Linked DNA regions of Sus scrofa: all the other regions are linked to region 1. A link is a contact called in public HiChIP or PLAC-seq and promoter capture Hi-C data. All regions are on one chromosome and are shown on one strand. Each heading gives the region's core, a stretch centred on a gene start, on an enhancer-like site or on the middle of the called end of the contact. The rest is flanking DNA. Distances are from core to core; before and after follow the strand shown. Region 1 holds the start of ADPGK (ADP-dependent glucokinase). Region 2 overlaps NEO1 (neogenin). Region 3 overlaps NEO1 (neogenin). Region 4 holds the start of NEO1 (neogenin).

What was found. Promoter capture Hi-C pulls out the DNA fragments that hold promoters and counts their contacts. HiChIP or PLAC-seq counts read pairs in DNA pulled down with a chosen protein or histone mark.
Region 2: an H3K27ac HiChIP or PLAC-seq map of skeletal muscle shows a contact between it and region 1, with 15 times the contacts expected there. The contact joins the enhancer-like site here to the promoter of ADPGK in region 1. A contact is called at or near these places in 3 of 5 promoter capture datasets (fetal liver, fetal skeletal muscle and liver), 13 of 47 Hi-C or Micro-C datasets (alveolar macrophages, brain, embryonic fibroblasts and 7 more) and 2 of 2 datasets of contacts at active chromatin or transcription factors (alveolar macrophages and skeletal muscle).
Region 3: an H3K27ac HiChIP or PLAC-seq map of skeletal muscle shows a contact between it and region 1. The contact joins the enhancer-like site here to the promoter of ADPGK in region 1. A contact is called at or near these places in 1 of 5 promoter capture datasets (fetal skeletal muscle), 4 of 47 Hi-C or Micro-C datasets (embryonic fibroblasts, liver and skeletal muscle) and 2 of 2 datasets of contacts at active chromatin or transcription factors (alveolar macrophages and skeletal muscle).
Region 4: a contact with region 1 is called in a promoter capture Hi-C map of liver, with 11 times the contacts expected there. The contact joins the promoter of NEO1 here to the promoter of ADPGK in region 1. A contact is called at or near these places in 2 of 5 promoter capture datasets (fetal liver and liver), 6 of 47 Hi-C or Micro-C datasets (heart right ventricle, liver and skeletal muscle) and 2 of 2 datasets of contacts at active chromatin or transcription factors (alveolar macrophages and skeletal muscle).

The regions. Positions count from the first base shown.
Region 1 is chr7:60,582,300-60,585,730 of Sscrofa11.1, reverse strand. It overlaps ADPGK (ADP-dependent glucokinase), which reads right to left and starts at 1,693. Exons shown (of 7, transcript XM_021099100.1): 1 at 1,379-1,693. The coding sequence starts at 1,611.
Region 2 is chr7:60,094,269-60,097,699 of Sscrofa11.1, reverse strand. It overlaps NEO1 (neogenin), which reads left to right. Exons shown (of 28, transcript XM_021099093.1): 17 at 2,357-2,580; 18 at 2,663-2,801. Among named protein-coding and RNA genes, the nearest start is that of HCN4, 86 kb to the right of the region's middle. Within about 2 kb of position 1,744, at least 1 of the 83 cell types and tissues checked has an H3K27ac peak or open chromatin away from gene starts, as enhancers often do. A contact at or near this core is called in skeletal muscle, where this site is marked.
Region 3 is chr7:60,123,703-60,127,133 of Sscrofa11.1, reverse strand. It overlaps NEO1 (neogenin), which reads left to right. Exons shown (of 28, transcript XM_021099093.1): 8 at 2,184-2,343. Among named protein-coding and RNA genes, the nearest start is that of HCN4, 120 kb to the right of the region's middle. Within about 2 kb of position 1,628, at least 2 of the 83 cell types and tissues checked have an H3K27ac peak or open chromatin away from gene starts, as enhancers often do. A contact at or near this core is called in skeletal muscle, where this site is marked.
Region 4 is chr7:60,298,255-60,301,685 of Sscrofa11.1, reverse strand. It overlaps NEO1 (neogenin), which reads left to right and starts at 1,794. Exons shown (of 28, transcript XM_021099093.1): 1 at 1,794-2,267. The coding sequence starts at 2,138.

The DNA of each region.
Region 1 (3,431 bases), core at 444-2,943:
CGTGGTGAGAAGACAGCCATCTGCAAGTCTGGAAGAGAGAACCTGCTCTTGACTACCTGCTTCTAGAACTGTGAGAAAATAAATGCCTGTTGTTTAAACCATGCAGTCTGGGGTGTCCTGTTGTGGTAGCCTGAGTAGACTAAGAATGAATATATTTGTTTCCAACAAATGAGGCTGGGACCTCCCTTCATCCATCCCTGTATCCTGAGAACCTAGCACAAACCTGACACACACCATGTAGCTGACGATTATTTGTCGAAGGAATGCGCACAAAGCCATTCAATTAAGGAAATTAAGGATCAATTAAGAGCAATTAAGCTGATAAGGTTGTAGATCAAAGAGCCTGAACTTGAAAGAGGTAAAAGATATTATCTGATGAAATAACAAATGTGCTGATATAAAAAAAAAATACTAGCTAACATTTGGTGTCTGCTCTTTAAAGCAGACACATACTAGATAACATGAATTATTTCATTTAATTTTCAGGATAGCCTGCACTATCCTTCCTGGCCCCAATACTCATAGGAACTAGTAGAGTCTGGGTAGAAGGCTTGCTCTTTGATTGATGCGTTTGAGGTGATGGCAAGATAGTCAACTCAGACTGAGACAAGATATTAGTGTAAAGGGAAAAATTACTTACATGCAGGAGGGGAATACAAAGAAAGGAGGCACTGTGATTTGGAAGAACCCTAAATATGCAATGTCACTGAAGTCAGGGGAAAAGAGTTTCAAGAAGGGCGTGCTTAACGCGTGGAAGGCTGCAGAGAGTGGACACTGAAGACTAAAAAAGGCAGCTGAATATGAGAAGCAACAAGTCAGCCGTAAGCTTTGAGAGAGAAGTTTCAGCAGAATAGTGTTCTCCAGACTCCGGCATCAAAGGACTACGCCATTACGGAGGGGGAAGCAAGACAGCTAACGGCAGCGACCACTCCTTTTTAAGTAGTTCAGCAGCAAGGGGAAGAACGCTGCCAGAGTAGTAAAATGAAGCATCTCTGACTGCAAAAGAGCGGTCGCTAGAGGAGCAGGTATTGGAATAAAAGAGGCTCGAACTTTAAGCAGTCAGGCTGAGCGGGATTTGCAAGAGTCGATTAGGCTGGTCCTACAGAGACAAGAAGGGCGCAGAGCCAGCCTAGAGGAAAAAGCAGTCTGTTGAGTCCCTGCAGCGGTGACGGATGGGGCTAGTCCCAAAAGTCCAACGCTTCTCGCCAAGGAGGCAGCGTGGACACTAGCGCCGAGGGGCCTCCAGCTGACCTCTGGGAACCTGTTTCTGCGCCGGCTCTACTTCCCAGCTCCCAAGCCGCCTGACGTCTGCCAAGGAGGCCAGGAGCGCCCGCGCCTCCTGGAGAGGCCCACAGAGGCAGACCTCGCAGGCACTCACCCCACGGCCACACGGCGCCAGCTCCGGGCCGGCCGCACGATGAGCGCGTCCCAGGCGGCTGCCAACCGGCCCTCAGGGGAGCCAGGTCCCAGGGGCGAGGGTACAGGCCCCAGCTGCAGCGAGTTCCACAGCGAGCGCAGCGCCGACCCCGGCAGCTGCGGCTCCAGCAGAAAGACGCAGCCCACCGCCAGCGCGAAGAAGCCGGCATACACTGAGCCGCGCCACAGCGCCATGGGAACGGAGGCGCTGGAGCAGCGATGTACAGCTCCCTTCCCGGCCCGCGCCTCTTCCGGGCTCTGCGTGCGCCGACGTCAACACGCGCGTCACGTCACGCCGGCGCGCCGAAGTCCTTTGGAGGGGCGGGGTGAGGGCGGGGGATGGGCGTGGCAGAGGAGCGGAAAACTGTCTTTCTCGGTCCAAATCCTGGCACTTGGGGGCGCTGTTCGGCGGCTCTGGGGGAGGTTGGACAAAGGCAGCAGTACAGGTCTGAGCGCTGTACCCCTTTCCAGAACTCCTCCAGTACCCCCAAAATAGAGGAACAAGGATACGTTTGTTTTCCCAGTAAGATGAAACAGATGGATTTTTTTATTACTCAAATGAATTTATCGCATCTGAAACAGATGGATTTTGAAGTCGCGGGTAAATCTCATGTTACTCTTTGAGCCAGTCTGCATCCCCAGTTGAGCTACGCCTGAAGTTCCTCAGAGGGTGCACAAATCACACTCTCCTCGCACCCTCCCTCCCCCTCCGTTTTAATCTGTTCCTAAGCCGGTCTGTCTATCATCCATTGTTTATAAAACTCATGCTTTTTCAGGCCGGGCGCTTGGCGCTCTCCGAAGGAATCAGATGGCAGCAGCGCTGCTGCGAGCCCTTGGGGCGCGCATGGCGTGGGGTGGGGGGAATGATCTTTTGTCCCTCTGGAGGGTGGTCGACCACCCTCTGTACCGGATCTGTACAGAGTCTGAGTAGATCCTGCAGTGACGGTCCTCGCTGGACGATCAGATTCAAACCTTAAAGTAATCCTTTTGGGGGCGCTGTTCCCTTTAACAATTTCAGAAAATGCGCAAATGTACACAATCTTGTGTAGCACATAAGCGGAGTTCGGACCTGGGTTATCTCCTCTTTTCTTTGGGTTAATATGACCTAAACCCAACAGGCCCTGTCTTCATCGTGACTCTTCTATGTGTGAGCCTAGGTTGGGAGCCAGTGAAGCTAGGCTTGCTGCCAGCTCGTTCTCAGCAGCCATCACAACCGGCCTGGTCTTGTTCCCTGGCCTGTTTCCATTTTTCCAGTTCTGCTGGCTCCTGACCATCCTGACCTGGCTCTGTGTCCGATTTTCCACTCTGCCCCAACCTTTGGACTTGGCAGTGGATCTTTATTTCTCTAACTTTGATCTTGAGCATTAGGCTTCATTTCCCCCAGCCCGGTATCACCAGCATTTCCCTATCCTGGTCATCTCCCCTCCCCTGGCTCACCCCACCCAGCTCACCTGACCACAGCAGCTGCTTCAAAGGAGGTGTTCACACAGGATGAGATTTGGGCTCCATAGAAAAGAAAGAAGACAAGGAGCCTGTGAGATCTGTGTGATGCTGTCTTCCCTAGAGTTGCCTGTCCCTTCTCTCTCTTCAAGGAGACAAGTCAATTAGTTACCAGAAAAACCCCTCCCCCAGGTGACCCCAGGTGGGCAGGTTTTCCTACCACCCCAGGGTTGACTGAACCAGCACTTAACTTAAAAGTAGTGAATCCACTGGCTGGCAAGAGATCATTTCTCTTTTCTGAGAATTCGACCCAAGAGTCAAAGAGCCTGTAACTAGTTGGTGCTGGTTGTGGACCTGCAAAGTCACATAAGGTTGATGATCAGATAGCACCAATTAAATATATTTCCAAGGTGAAGTTGTGAGGGGAGCAGAGACAGCTGTATTGTGGGAAGACCAGGGAGTCGACAGGATTAGCAGAGCAGGGATGTGCTCTACACCAAAGAGATGTGAAGAGGAGTTCCCGTCGTGGAGCGGTGGTTAACGAATCCGACTAGGAACCTTGAGGTTGTGGGTTC
Region 2 (3,431 bases), core at 495-2,994, 490 kb after region 1:
TAGGGTACAGCAGGTTTCAAATAGGAAAATAATGAGCTTTCAATATGGAAAATTCTGTTAATCCCTCTTGCTTTTTAGAAAATATTAATCCTGTCATGTAAACAAATCTATGTAAATGTGTATTTTTAATATGTCAGGATCTAGAAAGCAGTAGTTGTGAGAGAATTCATCTTTTGGTCATGTGAGTTACGAGTGAAAAAAAAAAAAGGAAAGGATCTCCATATCTTTGGGGGAATTCTATTGGTTACTGAGAGAATGAATGTATATGATTGGTGAATCCAGCATTTTCTCTGTTAGTCTCCTGAGTAAGTTGGGAAAGTATTTTTCTGTGTGCTTTTTACAAGCTTTGTGTGTATAAAGAGTATAAAGTTGTATGTACTGTATCCATTTGATCAACTGTACATATGTTACAAAAGAATCCAAATATTTATTATTTCTTTGTAAGTTAACTATTTAAAATCTCTTTAAAATAATAATGTAAAATTTCTGTAGATACTTAAGACATGATTTAGATCTAAATGAGAAGATTTATGGAAGTGAATGTATTAGAATTGTAAACTTTTTGTACTGAAAACCAGACTGTATCATTTTTAGAAATACTCATTTCCATTTGTTTCTCAAAATTGTTAATCTGTTGCTACTATGTATTCTGGATACTTAGCATAATATTATGGATTTGGCATTATTCTTTTTTAAAAAAATAATCTCTGTCCCCTTTTTTATGCTTTTACTTATTAACAAGACCAATATCATTACTACATATTTGATAGTTCTGTCCTGTCTTCCGCTCCTGTGTGCTTACAATTTATAAGTTTTTTTAAAAATAGCTTTGGTATTTCAGGAACGAAAAAAAAGTAAGATGAGAAAGGATATTCAAATAAGTAGTGTGATATTTTTAAAAATCAGCCTATAATAGAAAAAATAAAATTTGGAATTATTTTTTTTATGTGACTTCAGAATATAACCTGGCTAGAAATACACAGGAGAAATGTTCGTAAGTCATATAACCTGGTTATCTTTTCCAAGAGTTGTTACGAATAAGAAAAAAAATTCTCAAAGAAGTCTTAATGATTTTTGCACTGAAGGTGCATTTTCAGTAACTAATTGGTATGTGTCCTGATCTTTGAACAAAACCCTTGATTATAATGTGTGCTGTTCCTCTTGTTATTTTTAGTCTTCATTGTGTAGGAAATACACAAATGGAGACTCTGACTTTAGCTTAGCAGTTATTCATAAACAAGGCCATGCCATTTCAGATTTTAGGAAGGACTAGTCACCATAACTATGTGGGAAACCCATTGTAAAAGCTTCACTTAAAATAAATCAGTGTGTGTATGCTTAGAAAATGACCAAGAGTTGGCAAAGTGCAGATGGATGCTGCCGTATTGCCCTGGACCTTTTTACCTTGGTGCTCATTGTGGCCTTTGTCTTGAGAGTGATGCTTAGAGAATGCATCTGTTGCATATGGCACAGGACTGCCCATGAGTATAGACTTCCCTTGCTATCACATAAGTGCTCTGATTTCTAAGTTACATTTAAGGCTGTGTCCTTGATAAGGATGGCATTTCCCATAACTGATTGGGGTTCTTCAAGGGGGTTGTTCTCTGAGTGTCCTGGAGAAAGTGTAGAAGATATTCCTGAATGGTGTCAGTTTACTTTTTCTCTAAGAAGGGCAATGCCCTTGAGTTCCCTTTGCTTTAATTGGGTATGAGCCATATTGCTGTACTGCTTTTAGACCCAAGACATCAGCATATCTGAACTGGACCTTGAGTGGGTATCAGATACGCCCAAAACTCCTCCAAGGCCAAGCTCAGTTGACATTTAGAACTCAGGCTTTAGGACTTATAAATGTCCAGTGACACACTTTGATAAGCCAGGAATTAAACCACATTCACTGAAATATCAAAACAGATCATAAGGTTTGTGTTATTTGTTCAGAAATTATACCCTTGATTTTAAAGGCAGCTTTGTCTTTACATGATCCTTTTTGGACAAGAAGTAAAATTTTCAAGTGATTTAAAGAAAAAGTTTTAGGAGAAAGAAAATTCAAGTATGATATATTAATATAATCACTGGATTACCAGATTTCATATACCCATGCAATATACATACAGAATATAGTAGGAAAAAAGAGGTAATTACTATTTCTCTAGATGCTTTCCTGCAAATTTTTCCTGAAAGAACACAAGTGGACATATTCTTTTAAATGAATGGTGGTTATCTATTAACTCCGGATTTTCTTTCTCTTTCTCCGTTTTTCACCTTTCATTTCATTATATTACCCTGCATCTCCCTTTTCTTTTATTTTTGTTTATGTTAAAATGCCACTTCCCTTTTTTAATTACTTTTTACCCAGACACTTCTGAAGTTGATTTATTTGTTATTAATGCTCCATACACTCCAGTGCCAGATCCCACTCCCATGATGCCACCAGTGGGAGTTCAGGCTTCCATTCTGAGTCATGACACCATAAGGATCACGTGGGCGGACAACTCACTGCCCAAACACCAGAAGATTACAGACTCCCGGTACTACACAGTACGATGGAAAACCAACATCCCAGCAAACACCAAATACAAGGTACTGGCACATTTGCTCTGGGTAAGAAAAACTAATTATTGATGTTTTCTAATTCTGAAGTTCCTAATTCATATGTTTCCAGAATGCTAATGCAACAACTTTGAGTTATTTGGTGACTGGTTTAAAACCAAATACACTCTATGAATTCTCTGTGATGGTGACCAAAGGTCGAAGGTCAAGCACATGGAGTATGACAGCCCATGGGACCACTTTTGAATTAGGTATGTGTTGTCAGAACTTTTATGTTACATGGCATCTCATCTCTTTGTAAGATGTGAAAGCTAAGGAAAGTCTGTGCTCATGTTGTGCCACATTCCAAGTCCTGAGACTTCTCATCACTTCTCTTTACTACCCAGAATTGAGTGCATGAAAGAATTCAGTGTATTAATTGACCTATTTACGGAGCATAGCAATCAACTACAGCTAGAGTTAGGTGTTTGCTTTTTCAGCTGATGAATTATGCTTTTTCATCATTTTACAAGAACATTAGCAAATAACAGGACAGTGTAATGCAAAGTATGCTAGATTTTAGGAATCAAGAGACTTGAGTTCAATCCCAGGTTAACTGTCTACTGAGTGTGTGATCATAAGCAAGTCATCCAGCCCATCTGCATCTGTTTCTTCCATCTATAAACAAGGGGCAATCTTTGCCTTTCTTACTTCATAGAGTAAAATAAAGTACCCTATAATTAAAGCCCATGGTAAATTATAAAACACAGTATAGATGTAAGGGATCATGGTCATTAATCTTGCCTTACTGGGAAATTGAGATAAAAAAGATGAAGTGACCTGCGCTTCACCAAGCAGCCGCCAGTGCCATGCTTGCTAGAGCCTCCGCACTTTAACAGGGC
Region 3 (3,431 bases), core at 379-2,878, 460 kb after region 1:
CCTTTAATTTTTAATATGTTGTATTTTCATTTCCATCCAGTTAAAAATATTTGAATTTTTTCTTGTGATTTCTTCTTTAACCTATCAGTTATTTAAGAGTGGGTTGTTTGATTTCAAGATTTTGAGATTTTTCCAGATCTCTTTGAATATTTTGGGGCTCTGTAGTTAGGTATATTTGCATTTATAATTGTTACGTTCAAAGAAGAAATACATAAGTCAGTGATGATAGTTGGAGATTTCAATATCCTACTCTCAAAAACTGATAAAACAATTAGAAAAGATTAGAAAGAGTATAGAAGGATTGAACAATCCTGTCAACCAACTTGACCTAGCTGATATCATGCAGCCTCCACCCAACAACTACAGAGTCTTTTCAAGCACATATGGAACAATTACTGGAATAGACTATATGCTGGGACACAAAACAGTCTCAGGACATTTTAGTAGACTGAAATCATACAAAGTATGTCTCCGACCTTAACAAAATTAAATTAGATATCCACAGCAGGCCTGTTCTTTGTCTGGGGCTTAAAGTTTTCCCTTCCTATGAAAGTGGTATATCCTACAACTCAGGGTTTTTCTCCTGTAACACGTACTGCATGTTCAGGCATCCATCCTGGGCCCTTGCATTGCCTTTGTAGGACTTTGGGGCCTGAGGAGCTGACAAAAACAAACATGAGTCTCTGATTATTGCCATCACCCTGAGTGGCACAACCAGAACTAGAACTCCTATTGACTAAATCCAGGAGCCCTTAAACTAAAAAACAAGGTTGGTTTTAACACTCCACCTCTTACTATCTGTGACCTAAAACAAATGAATAGCCTTTTTAAATGTCAGTCTCCATATATAATGTAGAGGTGGAATGATAGTACGTATTTCATAGAGTTGTAAGTCTAGAGCAGGAGGGCCATCTAGAAAGGGCTCAATGTCTAGAGACCTTACGTGATCTTCCTCTGCCTTTCCCTGGCATATTTATTTAGACTTCCTCACTTCAAAATAGTCTCTCATAGTTCACAGATATTCTTAGGAGGTTGTTGTCCTACCTTTTCATTGAAAACTAAGTCCAGAATTTTCATGTTTTCCACTCTGCCACTCTTCTTCCAGTTTCCCCATTAAGTTTACAATACAATTCTAATGAATTACTTCAGTTGAAAATTGTGAGATTAAAAATACTTTCTCCAAGGTGAAGATTTTTGGTTCAGTATTAGGAATGGAATTCTAAAATCTGAAGTGTCCCACAACAGAATGGACTGACTCCAGGCATACAGGCAAAGTCTTTTGACTAACAGAACTTTGAGTTGCCATCGCTTCATTTGTCCCATCCTGTTCCTTAGGTCTGCAGGCTGTCATAATATATTAAATTGGCAGCAATGACTATACAAACATATATGCTACCCAATAAGTATTGTATTTTTGTAGCTTTGGAATTTTCAATTTGTGATATTACACTGTCACAGTTAAATGAAATGATAAAATGGCAGATGAACTATAACTTAGAGAAGTGAGAAAGGCTGGCAAACTTCCCTTGGTACTGACAAATACAGAGAGCAGACTTTAATACTAGACTCCAGCTGAAGATGTGGGTCTCGAATCTCCTGTAGAGCTAAATAAAGACACACACAGCTCTGCAATGAGACGATAATAGTCTGGGGCCTGTGTTGAGTGTAACCAGGCTCATGCACTCTACACATATCATTCCATATTTTGATAAAGTGGAAGAAAATATTGAGGTTTTATCATATGTAAGACTTTTATGTACAGAGTTCAACAGATGTTGCATGCTGCTTTCAGGATTAAAGAAAGCTACTTGGGTACTGCTCTGTCCTGTGAGATGTTTTATTCTCAGCTGTCACCCTCTGTGTCCCTTGCCCACAACCATTATAATGACCAGAAAGTGTGCTTGCTCTGCAGTGATGTGTCTTGAATAGTGCCCATTAGTTTTCAGTATTTACCCCTGGCCTGCATGTTAGCCTTCAGTTTAATGGCCTTTTTTATGTTCATTCATTTTATTTTATTTCCCATCGTGGTTTTGTTTATTTTTTTGTTTTTTGTTTTTTCTGTTCTCTTTTTTAAAACCGTCGTGGTTTGCCCTTCATATTCCCCAATGTTTGCACATGACAAGATGTTGCCATCCCAACATTACCTCCCACTTCACTGACCAGTGCCACTACTGACCATCTAGCACCAGCCACAACTGGACCACTGCCTTCAGCTCCTCGGGATGTCGTGGCTTCCCTGGTCTCTACACGCTTCATCAAATTGACATGGCGGACACCTGCATCAGATCCTCATGGGGACAACCTTACCTACTCTGTCTTCTACACCAAGGAGGGGATTGCTAGGTAAGTGCCTGTATATCTGGAGCCCATTCGTTGCATCTTGCCTACCCATGTCAGTTGTGCCCAACGTAACTCTTTGCTATGCAGAATATGTACCAACTTTCAGTCCAGAAAATAGCACCAAGATGCTTCTTAGGAAATTGTAGGTCATTAAAAGTAAATTCCCAAATAGACTGAAGCCCTGGTATTCTTTCATGCCTTTCTCAGATGACTTGGGGAAGGGATAAATAGAGCAATTTAGGTGGAAGTATTAAAATATAACCAAGGCTACCTGTTTTTCAGAAAGATTCGGTCAAGCACAACCTATAGCATATATCTTATGTGGCACTTTCAGATTCTAGAAGTTAAGGTAGTTGCTAAAGTAATCTCAATGTATATCTGCCTGCACCCTGTGCTTATGTGGGCGGCTTAGCTCGGGAGGGTCTCCTCGATGACACAGGAGTACTTAGTGACTCATTTTCCTAAAATAAGATTTTCATTAAATTTGTCTCCATCTCCACATCTTTCAGGAACTCACGTTGCCTCCCCATTGCTTTTAGAGACTTTCCAGAATGACCAGGCTGCTTTACTCCATAGTCTACCTTTATTTTCTCTTCCCAGCCTCATTTTCCTTTAACCCCAGTTTAACTCACTTTTTAATAAAGCCAGTCTAATTTCTATCACTATGCAGCCTTTTTTTCCCCCCAGTCTGTTCTCTTCAGTCACCTCCCCCTTTCTCCTTTCTCAGCTAATCCTTCTTGACCTGTGTTAAGATCCACGAAGCCCTCATAAATCTGTCTTTTTCAGCACAGAGCATTTATTTCTTTTGTATGTGTGCCTGTGCCACTGATATTGGCACTTAACTATAACACATGATCTGATACTACCATAGTTGTTACTCTTGTTTTATTTTTTTGTGTATCTGTGTTGTTTTCCCAACCAGATTATAAACTGTTTGGGAGGTACCATGCAGCGTGCTAACTGTATTCTTCACATTGCTGAGTAGATTCCTTTGTTGTGCTGTTGCTTCACACCAAAATAAGAAAGCTGTTTGGGTTAGGGCCCTAACCCATGAAATAAAGTTTGTATTTCTACTAGGGTGCTTACATTTG
Region 4 (3,431 bases), core at 545-3,044, 280 kb after region 1:
CAAAACCAATTTGATTACTTTATTAGCCACAACTCATATTTTTCAAACTTGGAGATGAATGCAAGTTTTCTTTTAGAAGTCACAATATGCATTTTATTCTTATGCTACAATGAAAAATTTCCACTTAGAAAAGATATCTGAATATTAACATTTGCCAGGCAATTTATAGTTTCCAAAGCGCTTTCTCATTAATTATCTCGGAAAACGGAATAATGATGTGATTATTAAAGGTTAATTAAGCAAATACTTGTGAAGTAATTGGGAGGTAATCTATTTCTAATTTAACAGGTCAATCAGGGGTATTTAGGAAATATTTTTGCCGGTTAACAACTCTAACCAAAACAAAAAGATATTTAAATTGTTTCCTTAGTGGAAAACAATAAGCCAGTGTTTGCTCTTTTAAGAGTCAATTGTTTTAAAGGGTTCCTGATTCCGCCGTTTTGATGATTTGAGACGTTCTATGAAGATTCTGAGTTTATCCTTCCCAATGTAACGCAAACCTTACACTGCTTTTTGCCACTTCAGGATAAAAAATAATCTGAGGACGGTAATTACGAGAAGGCACAGAGGGACGTGGAAGTCAGACAACTAGCCATCTACTCGTGGAAAGCAACATGTTTTGGCTATTGACTATATAGAACGGTGAATTAAAACCCAATTCATATTAACAATCAAACATGACACTCCAAGTGCATAATGATACAAAGAAATTTTCTCTAAATATTTTCTATGAGTGCAGCTTATAACACTGTCAGTATTCTCATCAGCAGTCTGACTACACAACTGCTTTTCCCTAACTTTGGGTAGCCTGGGCGCTGCCTCACAATTACCAAGTGGTTTAAAATCACTCCCCTCCTGCTCCCAGTTTACCAGCGAAGAGACGTGATTTCCAGGTACGAAAATGCGAGGTGACCCGCAAAAATAGAGGTGAAAGGTCTCAGTTACAGTCCGAGGACCAGCCGCTGGGAGTCACGGGGCTCGGCCCGGGCCCCCGCACTGGCTTCAGGAGTGGACACCGGGCACCTTTGTCTGTGCCCTGCTTCCCTGGACGCCGGCCGAGAGCCGTGGGTGGGGGCGCGGGCCCCGCAGTCCGGGCGGGCCCGGCTCTGTCCCCGGGAAGCTCGCGGCGAGGGCGGCCCGGCCGGGAAGCGGGAGGTCAGCGGCGACGCGGCGGGCCGCCTCCCACGGGAGCCGCGCCAGGTCCCAGCAAGAGCCGGGTGGGATCGCTATTGTTTTTGGCCAGCATATAAATCCCCGCGCCGACCCTCTGCGCACCCAGGTTTCCTCCCGGAGACCATTTGGTTTCCTTTGAGGCCCTATATAGAGGCCCTAGGCCCAGGCTGAAGAGAGGTGCGCGTCCGCTCAGGCCTCCCGGACAAGCCCGGGCTCGGAGCGTCCCTCGCTCTCAGGTCTCTGCAGCCCGAGGCGTCTAGGCAGGTGAGGGAAAGGGAGGGGGGAAAGGTGGTGAGAGGATTTCTGCCGGTTCTGGAAGCAAGAGAGGCGGGGGCGCGCGGGGGCTAGGAGGAGGAGGAGGAGGAGGAGGATCCGCTTCTCCGGGGTTTCCCTGACGCCAGCAGCAGCACTCGGCGCGCGCGCCCCGCGCCGGTCCTCGGCTCCCGGGAGAAGGGGGAGGGGATCGGGCCCGCCGACTCGGCCCGCGAGGCGGCAGCCGGGATTGGAGCGAGGGCGGGCCGCGCGCCCAGCCGATGGGGTGCGGGCGAGGGAGGCGCGCGCCTGCGCGTGCGCGGGGGTGCGCGCCCCGGGTCCCCGCCCCCCACCCCCGCCGCCCGCGGTCTCCGCCCCCCTCGCGCTGGTGTGTGGAGCCGGAGTCGGCGGCGGGTGGCGGCGCCTGGAACCTGGAGACCGACCGACCCCCCCCCCCCCGCCTCGCCACGGAATGTACTGACTCCCCCCCTTGCCTCCCCTCTCCGCCCCCCTGCAGGAGGGAGGCGCCCCCGAGTCTCCCCTCCCGCGAGAGGGGCCGCGAGGGCCGGGCCGAGCCGGGCTGGAGCAGCAGCGGCGGCGGCGGCCGTGGGAGCCGAGCCTGCAGCGAGGGACCGGCTGAGGCGCGCGGGAGGGAAGGAGGCGAGGGTTCCGCGGCGCTGCGGCGGCCGCCGCCGCCGCTCGCGGGGAAGAGATGGCGGCGGAGCGGGGAGCCCGGCGACTCCTCAGCACCTCCTCTTTCTGGCTCTGCTGCCTGCTGCTGCTTGGGCGCCGGGCGTCGGGCGCCGCGGCCACCAGGAGCGGCTCTCCACCGCAGTCCCCAGGTAAGCAGCGGCCGCGGGGTGCGGGCCCGGGCGGCGCGGGGTGGGGGCGGGGGCGCGGCATCGGTACCGCCGGCGGCGGCAGCGGCAGCTACGGTGTTTTTGTTTAGGCTCCAGGAGGAAACGTGCAGAACTTCTCTCCCTGGTCCCGGGTTGTGGAGGAGAAAGGGGGTCGTGCAGGGTGGAGAGTGAAGTGGGCAGGCGGGGGCGCCGCCGGAGGAGGAGAGGCCGTGGGGGCGCGTCGGGGGCTCCAGGGTCTAGTTCTGCGCTTTGTACCCGGAGGCAGGTTCACCCCTCGCCTCCCTCCCCTCCCCCAGGCTCATCCCACTTGTAAGAGTGGGACATTCTTGTGCTCACACAAGCACCAGTAGAGGCCACTACACACCTCATTAAATAAACAATCGTACGGCCAATTCATTAATTTTCAGGAAAGGAAGGGGGAGGGGGGCTTGAACTCCGCATTCTCTGGCCAGGGATTTCCCAGGGAAGCTCTGGTTGATCTCGGGGGACTACTCGTGCGGGATTTGTAGCCCAGAGGCTGCGGAAGAGAGAGTGTGTCAGAGGGACACAATTGTCCCCTCATAATCAGTGGTGTTGACTTAACGATGAGGGCGCCTTGGAGAACAGCTCTAAGTGATTATATCTGTTAGTGTTTCCGTTATGAAAATGCCTCATCTTTCCTGGGGATTACAACTATATTTACAGCCTATTAACCGCTCTTAACCTAGGGAATTGTCTAAGCATCGGATTTTAAGTACTTGTACATTGTTTTCAAGTGGCAATATCTAAATATATTTAGCCGTAAAGCCATTTTCGGTTTTTTTTTTTTATATCATAGATTATTGAAATCGCCTGCATTCCCACTTACTTAAGGGGACCAATTAACAAAACTGCACACCTGCCCGTAAAGACCTTATAGTGTAATTGAGGAGCGGTACACGCTTAGGAGATGAAGGGCAAATCAGCATGTAATCTGTTCAAATTCTTTGACCAAGGTGGTGTATCATAAAACTGGGCAACTTTCACCTACCTGGGTGAGATCTAAAATTTTTGTATTTGAAAGTCGTAGTATCAGGCACATTGGCAGCTTCTAAACACTAAACCATAGCTTGTTGTCCCCTGTTTTGTATTTAAAATCACATTGCGGTATAACTTGGCTGATAAAAA